2 separate regions of the Mus musculus genome follow, and region 2 is linked to region 1. A link is a contact called in public Hi-C data. All regions are on one chromosome and are shown on one strand. Each heading gives the region's core, a stretch centred on a gene start, on an enhancer-like site or on the middle of the called end of the contact. The rest is flanking DNA. Distances are from core to core; before and after follow the strand shown.

Region 1 (5,100 bases), core at 1,986-4,485:
TCAGAAGCTGAATGGCCCATCTGGGCACCTTAGGGACACGGAGGGGGAAGTTTCTTGCCTGAGGTGAAGAGGGAGGCACTGAGTAGGGCCGTCAGTTGGGGGTATGAAGTGTTCTCAGGGAGCCGGCAAATCAAGAAGGAATTCTAGTTCAGCCAGGTGCACCCCGACACAGGCTCCCCCCCTCCCCCAGATATGGGCTTTCTGGAAACAGCTAGGTCTTTTGGCTGGGTCTTTTGGCTAGGTCTTTTCTGAGGACTTAGTCCTAACCCAACACATAGCCCAGAGCCAGCTTTGAAGTTGGGAGCTATAATGTCCTGGTCGGGAAAGTGCTGCTCTCTTGTTCAACCCCTCCCCTGCTCCATGGGCACACTGGGGCCTGTGACCTGGGTCATTTGACAAGTGTACATAGAGCACCGTGTGATGCACAGTACAGGGTGTGTGAGAAAGCAGGTGGTGACATGTATTCCCTACATAAGGAGTGCATATGAGGTCTGTGACACCAGTGAGGGATGGGGTCACTGACCCCTGGGAGCTTTGCCTGCCATGGCTGCCTTCTGTTGGACAGAGGCCATTTCCTTGGTGACAGGCAGCACTCAGCCTTTCCTGGAAAATCTTAGTTGGGGTTGATTCTTGACCTCAGCGCTACATCATGGGTGGCTGATGCAGCCATCTCGAGACAGGAAATTACTATTTTAAAGAGACAAGATCTCTGGCTTTCTCTGGACTGCAGGAAAATTGGTTCCCGTGGGTTTGTTCTGAGATGTGGGTCCCGCTGGACAAAAGGCTGGGTGGTGGGAGGTGAGCTAAGCAGACAGCAGAAGAGATACAGAGACAGGGCCCCTGGCGTCTATCAGAGAGGTGCTTACTCAGACAAAGGGATGTTTTGTACAAGACTGACTCCTCTGGGTGCCTTGCTGGGTAATGTAAGGCCTTTGGGACCAGACTCAAGTCTGTCTAATATCTCTGTCCTAGTTTGCTTATCTGTTGCTGCGATAATCGTCAAAACCAAGAGCAACTGGGGGGGGGGGGAAGGAAAGCATTTATTTTGCTTATAGGTCACAGTCCGTTATAGTGGGAAGCCGGGGCAGGAACTCGGGGCAGGAATATGGAGGCAGGAACTGATAGAGGCCATGAAGAAAATGCTGCTTCTTTCTGGGCTTGTTTCTTGGCTCATGCTTAGTTGACCTTTTAAGACAGAGTCCAGGCCTACATGCTCTGTGCTGTTCCTGCACAGTGGGCTGGGCCCTCCAACGTTAGCAGTCGATGAAATTCCTCACAGGTATGCCCATGGAGGCAATTTCTTCATGGAGGTTCCCTCTTCCAGGTGACTCCAGGCTAGTGTCAGGTTGACAGCTGAAGCTGTGGCAGCCTCTCTAAGTATCAGCCGTGGGACCCTGGCCATGCTAATCTCCCACCCCTTTCCTTTGTCAGTGTTAAGCACTGGACAGGGCCTCATGTATCCTAGGTAAGTTCACCACCCTGTTTTGCAACTTTAGATTGTCATTCACCCTGCAGGTGTCATGAAGAGTCCCTGCTGTCCTGTCCTAGTGTAATAGGACACAATAGGAGGTCTTCCTTCCTGAGTGTTACAGCTGACCTGACCTTAGATTTGGGGAAACAATCTAATACACTGATCAGTGGAGGGCTCGGGACCCAGTGTGGAGTTTGTGATGTGTCACAGCCTCTGTGACGGTCTTCATTGCTAGGACCCAGGTGACTCCACAGGGTAGTGTCTATGCTATGGCTATTTGGTCACTGTCTGGTCTTGCACTCTGAGGTTGACTTCAAGAGATAGGACTACTTGGCACAATTTTTAGGGCCTGGAGTAGTGGCCAGGTTCTTGGAAGAGGGAAACACATGGCCATTCCATTGTGGGGAGAGTTGTATGATAACTTGCTTCCAGATGCTCACTCTATGTGTGTTCGTGTTCATGTGTGTGTGTGTGTGTGTGTGTGTGTGTGTTTGAGAGAGAGAGAGAGAGGGAGAGAGAGAGAGAGAGAGAAGTTCTAGTGAACCTTCACCTTGACCTTCATGCTCCTATAGACAGTGACACATTCTCTTCTATTCATTGCAGCGAGTGCTTCATGAAAGATTTCCCCCATACACATACATGCACACAGCAGCCAATGACTGTGCATTAGAAACACCAAAAACTGGTCTTTAGTGGAAAGTTGCTTCAGTCTGCCAGGCATCCAAGGTACTCAGTGTGTGGAGGATGGTACTGAGGGACGAGAAGAGGCCCTGTGCAACTCCATGGAGATGGTCGGCTGTCTGCCAGCAGCATCTTCTGTGGGTTGGCCTGATTTGGGTTGCTCCTTTATTGGTCCTTCCTACTCTCTGACACCCTCTTGGGATGTTAGTCAGGGGATATCAGAAGATGCCCATCCTTCTCCACAGAGGTGGGAAACGAAGCAGCAGCAGCCAGTATGCCCAGGGCTCTGTTCTGTGTGGAGGGTCCCACTGTGAACAAAAGACCTGCAGGGACAGTTTACACTCAAGGGAAAGATAAAGAAGTATGCAAGTCAATGAGGAGGGACAGCTTCAGAGTGGGGGAAATGTACTGTAAAGTCCCAGGGAAAGAGATTTCTTCAGGCAAGGCGCAGGTGGTCAAGAAAGGTGACTTCAGTTGCTAGGCCCAGAGCAGAGGAGCAGTGATTTGAGCCAGGAGCAGCGGGTACAGAGAAAAGGATAGGTATGCAGGGGTCATACATGTGAACCCTGTGATTTGGCGGCAAGGAAGGAGACAAGCCGGAGATTAACAAGCTGTAAGACTGAATGAGCCAGATCTTGAGATGCAATATGTTCAGGCCCAGTGGCAGGGACTTTGGTGAGAACCTTAGAACCCAAGCTTGTGCTGTCTTTACAGATAAGCAGGATCCCGAGAAGTGTGAATAGCAGCTGGGCGAGACATCCCAAACAGAGGTTTGACAGAGTACAGGGCAGATGCGGGGAAAGCCCCGAGGCTTCTACAACAGGCCCTAGGAGGGTGCGGGAGCTGTCCAGGGTACTGACAGGCGCGTGCCAACTGTCTGGAATTACAGACTGTTAGGATGGCATGCAAGTGGTTGTGCACGCACACGCCTGTGTCCTGTGGTACCCAGCTAGCTGATGTGTCCCTGTGTCGGTTACCTAGGAGACAACGGGAAAGATGATAGGATGGAATGTGATTGGCTACTCACTTCTGCTGCTCATCTCTCTGTCAGACCTGCAGGCAGGGTTACAAATGGTCCTTGTGGGCATGCCAAATGCCGGAGAGAGCCTTGGATGCTCACAGCCCCAGGCCCTCTGCGTGAGTGTGACTGCCAGTGCGTGCCATGCACGCAGCTTGAACAAAGCGGCATCTGGAGCTGATGGACGTCCTGCTGTGAAACATCTGCTCAGGGCTTTAAATCAGGTAGTGGGGACCCGATAAATTTAAGAAGAACTAGCCAGACTCGGGAAGGGATCTTTTGTTTGGTTTTAATAACTGAATGTCAACACCCAAGCTGATTTTAAATGCCTCCTTGTGCCTCCAAAAATGCAAATAAGGCTTTGAACGGCGGAAGTTATTTCCCATGACGAGGCGGGTGATGTCAGTGAATGGCTGCCCCGCCCCCACTTGGCCTGCTGGGTGAAGTGAAGCTGTGATTGGGCTTTTCCTTCCCTCCCCATCTTTGGAACATTTCCTTTTCTTGTACAGCGTAAGTGAAGAGATTCTCCTTAGAAGGGTGTCCAGGGAACAAAGCTATGGGCCACCTTTCCATAGCAATTGGGGGTGGGAGTGGGTAATTATTTAAACAAGAAACAAAAGAAAACAAAACAGAAATTGGCTCTAAGGCTAGCCCTCTGCATCCTTTCTCCCCGTGCATGCTTCAGCATGGCAGGAGATACGACCAGAGGAAGGCATCAAAGTTCCCTCTGCTCCTGACTTCTCTGTCCTAAGCTGAAGTTTTCACATGCTCAGAACAACACTTCTCAGCCTCTTCCTTATTTTTAGCGAGAACAATAACAAAAAAAAAAAAAAAAAAAAAATCCTACCTCTAGAGCCAGCCTTCGATCCCAGAGCTTAAGAGGCAGAAACAGGCAGACGGATCTCTGTGATTTTGAGGCCAGACTAGTCTACATATTGACATGGCTCCAGACCAACCGTGGTTATATAGCACAATGAGACATCTGTCCTCTGCCTTGTCCCCAGCTCCTCACTTCCCATGTCATCCTCTCAGCCATTTGAACAGCAAATCTGGGGTCTTCCACTATATAAACATCACCCACAATGCCCCAGGACTCACTCAGAGGCAAGACAAGAGGAGTTAAGGGAGCCCAGGGTTTCTTTACTCTTTGTCACCTCCATTGGACCAGATTGACCTTCCACTGTTCTCTGGTCACTTCCTTGACCTATGCATAACAACACATAAGTGGGGAAGGCAGAGGAGCCTGCTTGCAGTGAGCACCTACTGTGAGCCAAGCCTGGGCACCCACATTCTTCCTGTGAGGATGCCCACAGGGAGTTCAGTGGAGTTTGGGGAGGAGAGATCACCTGGTCTGAGGCTGAGGGTTGCCAGGGCATCCCTGTTAAGTTGAAGACTCTCTCCCCGGCCGGTGTGTAGCACCTGCCAACCCAGGCTTGCTCCCACTTCTATTCCAGACTACCACATGGGTACCAGTACCAGCAATTGTTCCAAAGCTGTGTGACTATACTTGATGACTTTGCCTCTGAGCCTCACTTGTCTTCTCTGTAAAGTGGGAGCATGAACAGTATCCAGGCAGAGAAGTTGGGAGGAGCTAAAGAGATGAAGGTGGGAGAGAGATGGAGTCCTTGTGAGATAGTAGCAGAGAAATAAAGTCTGAGCCTAGTTAGGGAGAGCAGAGTAGAACCAATGTCCTCCTGTGCCCCAGGGCCAAGTTTGGGAGCCAGAGGCCAGTCAATGTATGCTTCTATATTGGAACAGGATAAAATCATGTCCTTCCATTTTTACAACTTATAATTAATTAAAAAAAATATGTGGGTGTACATGAGTGCAGGTGCCCACAGAGGGCACCTGGGATCACCCTGAAGCTGGAGTTACAGGCAATTAGTTGTAAGCCTCCTGATACAGGTTGTGGCAATCAAAGTCAGGACCT
Region 2 (5,688 bases), core at 2,148-4,647, 38 kb before region 1:
ATTCACACTGTGGAGTATTGGGCTAAAAGGATGCACAACAGGAAGGGCAGCATCTGAATGTCTATTTCTTTGTTTGGTAGCTTCCCGCTCAGGAGTAACTACCTTGCTTTGTCTAGAGTCTTCTGCTCCTCAAGCTTTTGTTCCGCATCTTTCTCTGCTCGACTTGTAACACCTGCATTTTGTTTGCTCCAGATACTTGGCTTCTGCAGAATGATTCAAAAGAATAAAATAAAACCACATGGTCACAAAATAAACAACTCATATACATCAAAATCACAGAAAATCCTTACACCTCATGAATCATCAGAGAACTACTTACTCTGACAACTAATTTACAGCCTCCATCAGCATATGACAAAGCTGGAGCTGTAAACAAGTCCTAAATCACATAAAGTCCTTTTGAACATCACTGAGGTCCTTTCTCAATTGACTTTTACCCCTGACGGATTACTATACCATTCAATATTCCAATGAACATGAGCAGAATGCAAAGGAATATGGTAGATTACTACCTATAAAAAATTGCAAACTCTTACTAAACTCTTTCAGATTTTAAGTCTATTTCTAAATTTTACAGTTGTTTATCTCTGTCTGAATACAAAATACATGCTAATCTTCCATGAGAATGTAAACAATCCACTTACTAACAGCATATTAAAGACAAATATTGGAACTGGAAAGACAACTTAGCATTCTTTATGACGGCTTATTGCTCTTGCAGAGGAACTTCAGTTCCTAGCACCCAAACTGCTTGTCCTACTACCACAAATAACTCCATTTTCAGGGGATCTAAGACCCTTTTCTGGTCTCTGAAGGCACCCATGCACAGGTGACACACACATGCACACATGACATATGTATTCACACAAGTGCACATACACACAACATACATTAGTAAAATAAAAATTTTTAAAGAGTACTAAATAATCTTACTAATTTTAATATTTAACAAAATTTATGCAAATATTCAATCAGGAATTTTTTTTCCTTTAACATTTACTTATTTACAGATAACAACTAACATTTTTCAAAAACTTAAAATATAATACAATTCTCCCAATGTTTGGAATTGGTAGAGATATTTTTACCTTATTAATTGTCTTTGGTTTTCCAAAAACTCCAGAATCTTTTAGAAGTTTTTCTTGTTTGAATTCTTCTTGTTTTCGAAAGAGCTCCGCCTTAAGATCTACCAACTAGAATAAAATAAGAAAGAGAACAATATTTAACTCAATTCTGGCAGGTGACTGGATTGCTAAGCAACAGTAATTCTCCAAGGGAGATTTGAGCTTCCTGAACATGAACAAGAAACACAATGTTTGGGCTGGAGAGATGGCTCAGAGGTTAAGAGCACTGAATGCTCTTCCAGAGGTCCTGAGTCCAATTCCTGGCAACTACATGATGGTTCACAACCATCTACAATGGGCTCCAATGTGTGTCTAAAGACAGGGACAGTGTACTCACATATGTAAAATAAATAAGCAAATGGGAGAGGGGAGCTCGGGTGAAGAGAATGGGGCAGCGAGAACTCCGAGGCTGAAGTTAAAGGTCAGCAGTTAAAGAGCACAAGACTCAGGGTAGGTTCCTAGCACCCACATGGTGGCATACGACCATCCACATATTAAGTCCAGTTCCACACCAGGCATACATGTATTGCATATACAAAGGGAAAACAATTATACACAAAATTTAAAATCTTTAAAAAATGTTTTTAATGATTCCTTTTTGGTTTTTAGTGTGCATTTGTTGTTGTTGTTGTTGTTGTTGTGTGTGTGTGTGTGAGAGAGAGAGAGAGAGAGAGAGAGAGAGAGATCTCCTGGAACTGAACCTACAGTTTAGAGCCACCATGTGGGTGCTGGAAATAAACCATGGTCGTCTGAAAGAGCTGCCAGTGCTCTTAACCTATCTCTCCAGCCCCAAAAACCTTTTTTTGTTTGTTTGTTTGTTTGTTTGTTTTTAAATAACTGAGTTCAGTAATTTCTATTTGAAAGAAATCCACTTAAAGGTACTATTGGCAGGGATGTTAACAATGTAAAGGAGTTTCATTCCAGGACCCAATATTTAAAATTCTGAAGAAGAAGGAGGAGGAGGAGGAGGAGGAGGAGGAGGAAGAGGAGGATTTTAACTTTGTAAATGTATCAATTACCTAGCTATATATCTTTCTATTCTACAACTACATCTGAATCACAAAATGACCAATCAATTCCGGGACTTCGTTTGTGTTATAATTATTAAAAACATTATCCTCCAGACAAGTTAACTTTGGTTTGGTTTTTAAAGACAGGGTCTCACTGTGTAGCTCTGGCTATACTGGAACTATGTAGCTCAGGCTGGCCTCTGACTTACAGTGGCCTCTGTCCACTTGTCTCTGACACTTATGTGCTAAAGTTAAGCGCATGCGCATATACTTCCTGATTAATTCAGTTTGCAAGCACTGAATCCAAGCAAACATGATTACTAAGACCAATTTTTCTATATTAAAAAACAAATTCCAACAAAAAATTTGATACATTAGATGTTTTGAACAATCAGAAAAGGCACCATTTTGCAGTCAATCAAACTGAGCCTGGCTTCTCACACAACAAATCTGTGTGTACATTGAGGAAAACGGGATTCACCTTTGGGTGTCAACTTCATTATCCATTAAGAGTGACAATTAATACCACCTACACTCAAAAGCACTTCTGAGGACTCGATGGCAGCACACATATGAAGCACGGACACAAAATGTGTACAGTGTTTACAAGTTTTCTGCTGAGAGTGGTTAAGTTAGCAAAACTCCTTACATCCTGTCAGACCTTACTGGCCCGGGTACCCCATCCCACAAGGCACTAGCTAACTTGTCTGGATCCTGCTGGGGGGGACCCTGGGAGCCCTGGGAAGACAAATCATATCCCAGTGCTCGAGAAGGGCTTTGGACTAGTGGAGAACCCAGGAAGGGCTCGTCCTCCAAGTCCCTGCGGACAGAGAGCCGGCTGTGGCGGCGGCTGACCCGCAGGATGCGCCCTGAGATCCCTGGGAGGATGGCGTCCGAGACCCGCCTGGGTTCGAGGGGAACGGAGCCCAGGCGCCTGGCGGAGCCGAGTTCAGGATCCTGTGAGTAAGGAAGCTGAGGAGGGTCTCTGCGGGGAAAGGGTCGGTCAGGATCCTTGTCAGATGGGCAGTCCAGGCCCCTGACTTGCGTGGGACAACAACTAGGTCACCATTCTCGACTGAGACAGGCGGAGGGAACGCGGAGCACGGAGCTAAGCCACACTTGTACTCACCGAGGAGGCTGTAACGTCCAAAGGCTTTTTCTTTCGGTCCATCGTCCCGCCAAGGCGTCCAGTCCCAAGACGCAGCCTCCCTGTGGCCTCAGTCAGACCCTACGAGTCCGCCACCCCCACCCGGCAGCAGAACCGGAAGTGTCTTTGATAGGGACGCTGAGTTTGCGTCATTTTGCGACTTGGATTTACGACCTCGGCGCCATCTTGAAAGCGTCAGTATGAGGTCCCTAGTCGCTACGTCGTCATTTTGAGAAGGTCAGAGGGTTGGAATTGATCGCAATTGGCCATCTTGAAGAGAGCAGAAAGTGAGGTGAAAATGACTAGTATTGTCGCCGTCTAGAGAAGGAAGGAAGATAGCTTTCATTGCAACACACACTATATTGACTGGAGAGTCTTAGATGATGGAAAAGAATAGCAGCGTATGAAGAGAGCTAAGTAAACTCCTGTCTCCAACATGAAAACAAAAGGAATTTAATGAAACTGGTAGTGGTGGGAATTATTGTTTAAGAATGGGCTATGAGAAACACTCGTTTTATGTTGGTTTTTTTTTTTTGGTGTTTTGTGATTTGTTTTGTTGGTTTTGTTTGTTGTTTTGCTTTTTAGGCTTTTTTTTTTTTTTTTTTTGAGATGGGGTCTTACTGTACAGCCACCTGGCCTCAAACTCTCTATGTAGACTTGGCTAGCCTCAAATTTGCAACAGCCCTCCTGCCTCTGCCCCCTAAATGCTAGGATTACATGTGTGAGCCACTATGCCCAACAGAATATTTGAATTTTAACTATTCATTCATACATTCATTTGGGGGTCACTGGGTACTCCTGGCTGCCTGGAACTTGCTTTGTAGACCATGCTAGCCTTGTACTCAAAGATACCTGCTTACCTCTTCCTCCCTTATGCTGGGATTGAAGCTGTGTGCCACCACAACCAGCCCCCAGAATACTCTAATTTTGAAATTACTATTTGAATTGCTAAAGAATTAAAAGAATTTTGACCTGGGATTTAGGACAAAATTTCCAACAATTTCTGAAATGGCCCTAAACATGAATTTGCTGTATCTTTGCAAAGCAGTGTTCTCCACATTGATGATGATAAAGTCAAAACAATCAACTCTGAAAAGCACTGAAGATGCTCTGTGACCTACAGTATCAAATGTTTAGCCAATATTTAATTCCTTTTGTTGAAACAAGCACATTCATGTCATTAGGATACAAATTGTTTTTCATCTTTAATAAATGGTGAATATATATATATATATATATATATATATATATACATATACATATGTGTGTGTGTGTGTGTGCGCCAAATTGTTTTAAAGTAATTTTTAAAGTATCCATATATACCTCAAGTCATGAAAATAATACTGGGTAAAAAGAAGTTGTAAGTGAAATAATTTTAAGATATCCTCCCCCCCCCCCGCCCCCTGCAGTTGGGAGGCAGATGCAGGCGAATTTCTGAGTTCAAGGCCAGCCTGATCTACAGCATAAGTTCCAGGACAGCCAGGGCTACACAGAGAAACCCTGTCTCAAAAAATCAGAAAAAAAAAGAAAGAAAGAAAGAAAGAAAGAAAGAAAGAAAGAAAGGAAGGAAGAAAGATATCCTTCCCTAGAAGACTGTATGGCATTATTACAGTCTTACTTTGTCTGTAGAATGCCTGTGGGGAATCTGTAGTTATCTCCTGATTGGCTATGTTAGCTTACACCATAGAAGTTCTCACAGAGTGGCACCCCACTAATGAGAAACCTCCCAAGACAAAGGCATTACTAGAAAAGGATAGGATATAGCTCAGTATTGTAGCACATACTTAGCATGTGCCTGAACCTGGGTTCCATCCTTGGCACTGGGGAGAAATAGAAATAAGCCATTGAGTCTCCTTTGTTTCCCCAGCTGTTACACAGAATGTGATATTGGCCAGAATACTGTCCTGGCAGACCCACACATTCTCATACATCCTGTTTCTAAAAGATCTTTTTCCTTTGATGCCTTCCCAGCAGCTGAGTCTGTCTGGAATTGCTTTTGTCTATCCAGTCCCAACAGTGCAGCTGCAACCCAGTACCCTTTTCCAGGGTGCTGTCTGCTAAACCACATCTTGAATTGTACTGGGTTGGCCTGATGCTGCTTGTATTCTAAGGCTAATATTGGGCCCTCAAGTCTGGTTGTCCCAGAGATGGGAGAGTCAGCATATAGAAATTAAGTGATCCTGTCCCCAAGTTATTTCTCATTGTCAAATAAAGATACCAACAGCCATTAGTTGGGCAGAAGAGACATGGGTGGGGTTTAGGTTTTCCAGACTTGAGGCTGGAGAAGAAGATGAAGGGAAGAAGGTGGAGGAGGAGGAAAGAGAAGCTGCTATGGTTTAGAAGTCAAGAGAGTGTGGCCCTGAGGGCTGGCCAATTGGAGTTAAGGGCAGCCCAGAAACATAGTAAA

Evidence for each region. Hi-C and Micro-C count contacts between places; a contact is called where the count stands out from the background.
Region 2: a contact with region 1 is called in a Hi-C map of cortical neurons, with 1.7 times the contacts expected there. The contact joins the promoter of Ccdc174 here to the enhancer-like site in region 1. A contact is called at or near these places in 1 of 39 promoter capture datasets (macrophages), 4 of 484 Hi-C or Micro-C datasets (cortical neurons, embryonic stem cells and forebrain), 4 of 115 datasets of contacts at active chromatin or transcription factors (the SCID.adh cell line and embryonic stem cells) and 2 of 9 other capture datasets (adipose tissue and pancreatic islet).

Annotation. Positions count from the first base shown.
Region 1 is chr6:91,837,691-91,842,790 of GRCm38.p6, reverse strand. It overlaps a transcript of Grip2 not described here. Among named protein-coding and RNA genes, the nearest start is that of Grip2, 33 kb to the right of the region's middle. Within about 2 kb of position 3,235, at least 83 of the 459 cell types and tissues checked have an H3K27ac peak or open chromatin away from gene starts, as enhancers often do. A contact at or near this core is called in cortical neurons and forebrain, where this site is marked.
Region 2 is chr6:91,875,762-91,881,449 of GRCm38.p6, reverse strand. Ccdc174 (coiled-coil domain containing 174) reads right to left here and starts at 3,397. Exons shown (of 11, transcript NM_172730.2): 1 at 3,264-3,397; 2 at 1,089-1,193; 3 at 103-203. The coding sequence starts at 3,305.